Linked DNA regions of Zea mays: region 1 is linked to region 2. A link is a contact called in public Hi-C data. All regions are on one chromosome and are shown on one strand. The core of a region is the stretch at or near the end of the contact, and the rest is flanking DNA. Distances in the headings are between cores, read along the strand shown. Region 1 holds the start of LOC100273818. Region 2 has its middle 39 kb from the start of LOC103630784.

Region 1 (2,700 bases), core at 11-2,510, 120 kb before region 2:
CTCAATGATCTATAGATGCTACCCTATGCTTCATTTATTACGAATATATCAGCCATAAAAGTTAAGGGTTAGATGGTGCATTTAGAAATTAGAATAAAACAAATGAGCAGAACTAATGGAAGGTTCCATAACTTGTAGCGACCTTAGGTAACTGGCACCCAAGCATCTCTACACTGAAAGTACTACTTACCCAAAAATATACGCTACTTGGCACATACCAATTTAAAGAAAATAGGTAGGCAATGCGTCTATGCCAACATATAGACAGATAGAAAACTCAATACCAAGAAAATGGTAAGCAATACATGAGTGAACTTAAACACATCCTATTGATGAAGATAAAAGGGATGTTTATGGTAGGCGCAACAGTTTTTGTTTACATATAAGTACCAGGTAACATGATCCTGGAACACAGTTGGATTACAATGGGATATGAATCAGGACTTACGTAGGAAACTGAACCCTCACCCCCCCCCCCCCCCCTCCTATTATTACACCATGGGGTGGCACAATCTGTTGCAAAAGACACATTCATAAATGCAAAAAAAAGGTTGTCCGTTGACAAATATAAATTAGTGTCTTCTCCCATCTGAAGTCATGAGCATGACAAATTAAAACTTCCCAGCATGCTTCACAGTGACGTTGAACCTAAACTGGCAAGCAAAACAAGTCGCAGCGTACCGCATCCGCAGAATCGGACCAAATTTGCAAGCAATTCAACAGCAACCGTCCAAAACGGGGGGGTTACAACTTATACCACACGAGGGGGGGCACAAACCCTAGCGCTGACAAGCATCGCACGACAACGTCCACGCTAAACAATTGGAGCCCGCGAGGACAAAGCTGGAGCCTAGAGCGAGGTGAGAGTATATGCCCTTACCCTGGGAGATGAGCCTCTCGACGGCTATGTCGGGGTCCATTCCGCAGTCGCAGAGCGTGGCGTAGATCTCGCCCTCCGAGCGGTCGGCCAGGATCCCCTTGAGGCTCTGCACCATCTTCCTTGAGGCGACCGGGATCGCCGCCGCATCCGCCCCGTCCGGCGCCGCGTAGGAAGGCTGCCTCCCGCCGCCGCCACGGCCACCGCCCCTCATGGCGCTCCCGCTCCCGCCCCCGCAGCCACCACAGGGGCCTCCGCCGGCTCCTCCCCCTCCTCGATCCGGGGCGGCGACCAGCTGCGGTCGCGTCGCCGCTGCACGCGGTGTACGGAGCAGCAAAACCCTCGTCGCCGCCGCCCCACACGCACCGTATATTGCCACAGCCACGCAAACGCACGCACCGAGAGAGGGCCGGCCGTGTACGAGCTCAGCTAATAAACGGGAACGGGGGAATGCCGGTTTCCTTACCTGAGCTGAAAAAAGAGAAAGACAGACGAATAGCGCCCTGCCCTGCCTTCCGCCTTTGCTCCCTGCACCCGGTCTCTCCTCTGTGTCGCGTTTCACCGGTCGCTGACAGACGGGTGCCGTTTATGAAATCAGTCCGGATTGTTTCTCCTCTCTCTCTCTCTCTCAATTCGTTGCGGTCTTTTAAAAAAACGTATCTGCCCCACAGAGATAAAACATTAGCAACTTAAGCTAAGGGTCTAACTTAACTGTTTAAAGTTAGTTCTATAATTCAAATGGCTAATAATTTTATATAAGTTGTGACGTCTTATACAGGAAATTAAACACAGATAGGTATGATATGCTTAAATGGTAATGACATATTAAATGGGTTTTTCGCTCTTCTTATAATAATCATTCCTTAATTTCTAAAGGCACACATTATTTATCTAAGTGCGTATAAGCAGTACAATTTTCCGGTGTCGTGAATAATGTTGATAGAGGGGCGTGACGTGAGATGGCTGGCTTCACGTGCAAGGTGGTCAGAAGTAGAGATGTCAATGGGGAATTATCCACCGGGTTATAGCATCCCAGACTCATCCCCATCATATTTAATCTATCCTCATACTCATCCCCATTCGGGTTTCGGGTTCTCAATGGGTCCCCATCCTCAATTAAGGAATAACTATGTACTAATAGCTAGCACAAACTATCCAGATTTCATACATCACTACATCAGCAAGCACTCATCCATGATCCATTCATCCATCGATCAGAAAAGAAATTAGTACTTCAGGACCGATAGAAGAAATGAAGAAATGGAGTCTACTCACCTTCCTTGGTCACCATTTGAGTTCGTTGGTGCCTGAGAATTCATGGTTGTCACCGTCGTGCTAGGCTCATAGTAGTCGGCGGTGCTCCTCGTCGCTGGTGAAGTCGCCAGTGTGCAGTGCTAGCGCAACTGTCCAGGCGTGTGGCAGTTGGCCGACTGGACAGGGCATAGCGTATGGCTGGTTATTTTAGGGTTTTGTTTTTTGATAGTCTACTAGTTTCCTTGCTATGTTGCCTTGTTGGGCTAAGACCTGAGGTGCGCTGCCGTGTTGGGCTTGGTGTTTGGCTTGGCCTCAACTCATTCTTACAACAAGGACAGGTGTACAAGCATGAAATACACATGAGTAATCGGGTTCGGATTCTTGTTTTCTAAACCCATACTCGTTTAACCAATGGGTGGATATTTTGTCCCATATCTATACCATGGGGATAATTTTTGTCCCGTACCCATACCCTAATAAAGGAATTCTTCATGGGTTAGCAGGTATCGGGTCCCATTGACATCTCTAGTCAGAAGAGTCTTTTCGTTCTCTGATTTGTTGTGTTAATC
Region 2 (2,700 bases), core at 186-2,685:
TTATTTTCGAGGGTGTGTTATATGTGAGTGTAGTTTGTTTAGTGGATTTAGCAGAGGTTATAAGTGTGTGGTGATTTGTTAGATGGGTTTTGCAAAGTTGAAACATGTGGATTATATCGAATAGATGTATAGACAAGTACTTGTGACCAATTAAGTTTTGGGTGATCTTATTTTGAATTTACCTGCAAAGGATATTTAGTCATCGTTGGTATTACCTACCAAAACAGGAGGAAATCTAGTGCCCTTGAAATTTAGATATGGGACTGACCAGGGATTACATTTTCGTTTTGAAATTCAGAAAACCATTTTGTTGATCAAAGTTTGACTTTATATTTTTAAATTCTAAACTGGAATACACAGAAAATCAGATCGATTTTTAAATTTCGAACCAAAGCAAAAAACGATAAATTTTACTACTTTTTGCTCCTTTTCGAGCGATATTAGCAGGTCGTGTAAAGAGTCGTGCAAAGTATTGTTCTGTACTATAAATTGCACTGTTTATAGAGTGAAGTTTGAAATAAGGAGTGAGATAAAGAGTCTGTTGGAGATAGTCTAACACCTCTCATTAGCACATGCTTTGATACTTTTGGAACTAAAACTACGAACCAAAGGTCATTTATTTAAGTGCTTTTCTTCCCGCCCACTTTAGAATATTTTGAATCGAATGCCTTTTTTTACGAGGACTGTTCTATCTTAATTCCTCTTTGAATTTTGCTTTTAAGAAAATTAAAACATGTTAAAAAAAACTAACCAAATAGAGCTTCAATATAATATGGTTAGACTGTTTCCAGCAGAGGTAATAAATAAGAGACGTGGAACTGTCGATAATACTATGTAACTCTGTTTGTAGAGTAAAGTTTGAAATAGGGGATGTCATATATAAGAGATAAGATAGGAGATATGTCGAAGATAGCCTTAGGACCCGTTCGTTTCTGCAGGAATGCACCAAGAATTGTTCATGTTGATCAAAACTTATATAAATTAAAGAAGCAATCTGGGTAGGAACAGTTCCGGTCTTCTATTCCGTGTCAACCGAACGGGCCGACCATTTATAACCGTCGAATGGTTTTTTGAACAACACCAACGTATGAACAAACAAATGCAGATACAACACGTACTCGTCTGTAGCTGCTGGGCACGTACTCGTCTGTAGTTTGTACCTTTGCTTCTAGGCTAAGGCATTTGGCCTTCCGCAGCTTATCCCATTTTCCCTAGACGCGAAACAAAGCTCGAAGGGGAGGGGAAGTCCGAAATCGTGTGACACCCGACCGTTATCGTCATATTCCGTGGCTCCCGCCGCTGATTCATGCACCACGGCGCCGCTCCCACATTATTCGTCCCGAACTTGATCATGCTGCCCACAGCCCACGCAAGGTTTATGTTAAATCTGGGCCAAACATTTTTGGGCTGATTCGGGCCGAGGGCTATGCTGCAAGCAGGCCAAGTTTCCTCATGAAATGGGCATTCTGTGCTAGTGTGTCAGGCCAGTCCCAAAATATACTTGTGACGACTTATGAAGAGCGTCTCTAAAAAGCTCACCAGAAAACTCCTTAAAATCAGTTTTAAGAGACATCTAAATAACTAGTGAAGATAGATTTAAATTTTTTCTCCAACAAATCCCTTAAAGTAGTAGATTGTTTCTCGTGAGCCCTAAACCCCCTCATTTGTAGCTACAAATGAGGGAGTTTTAAGAGCTATAAAAAAGTTAGGAGCGCTTTAGGGGAACTGTTGGAGATACGTTTTTATTTTTTTTCTCTAAAAAACTGGATTTAGGGGAGACTTCTGGAGAGCTTTTAGAGATGCCCTAATGATTACCAAACGTGTCCGAGCATTGCAGAGCAGGGAACTTATAGAATCAGACTCCATATTTTTTTTGTTGGACACCGATGATTCTAACTCTTGAGAATTCAGAAAAAATGGACGTTGCGCTATAACGAAGAAACTCTTTTTTAAATATTAGAAAAAACATTTTTAGAAAAGGGATTATTATTAAGCTATAACTAAGAAACTCTTTTTTTATATTAGGAAAATATTTTTAGAAAAAAGGAATATTATTAATATTCCAGCTTCTGTATCGGTTGATACATGTGGCTGTCAAACTCACAAACATAGGGGTTCTACCTTGGAACAAAAATCTCGTATTCTATAAAGGTTTCGTGAATTTAAGCTCTCAATCTATGATAAAAGACCATCCATTATTTGAAAAGATCTCCATCATTGTCGTTTTAAGCACACGACAGCCCCATTTTAATTAAGGTCTATTCTCCTTCTGCAACAGTGTCCAGGACTTTATTCAATGTGTTCCTCTGAAGGTGACATGCAAGGGAGTGGAAACTTGTGCATTATCAAAAACCACATCATTACGACTTAACCATATAGCCCAACAGAGGGCACATGATCCAACCCAAATCAGACTCTTAAGTCTATAAGTTAAACCTTTTAGCCAAGTGCCAAACATATGTTGGATGCACGAAGGTGAAGTAATGTTCAATGAAATTTGTACATCTCTCCAAACACATCTAGCCATATGACAGTCAAAGAAAAGGTGTTGAATGGATTCATCTAAGTTGCATCCACAACATTTAATACTTACTTTCCACTGTTTTTTTGCTAAATTATCCTCTGTTAGAACTATGCCTTTAACTAAGTACCACATAAAAATTTTAATCTTCAAAGGTAGCTTTAAATCCCAGATGGGGT

Evidence for each region. Hi-C and Micro-C count contacts between places; a contact is called where the count stands out from the background.
Region 1: a contact with region 2 is called in a Hi-C map of tassel, with 6 times the contacts expected there. The contact joins the promoter of LOC100273818 here to the enhancer-like site in region 2. A contact is called at or near these places in 4 of 25 Hi-C or Micro-C datasets (bundle sheath, ear, tassel and 1 more).

What each region holds. Positions count from the first base shown.
Region 1 is chr6:178,263,617-178,266,316 of Zm-B73-REFERENCE-NAM-5.0, reverse strand. LOC100273818 reads right to left here and starts at 1,260. Exons shown (of 10, transcript NM_001148217.1): 1 at 881-1,260. The coding sequence starts at 1,091.
Region 2 is chr6:178,144,701-178,147,400 of Zm-B73-REFERENCE-NAM-5.0, reverse strand. No RefSeq gene overlaps it. Among protein-coding and RNA genes, the nearest start is that of LOC103630784, 39 kb to the right of the region's middle. Within about 2 kb of position 1,435, at least 16 of the 20 cell types and tissues checked have an H3K27ac peak or open chromatin away from gene starts, as enhancers often do. A contact at or near this core is called in bundle sheath, ear and tassel, where this site is marked.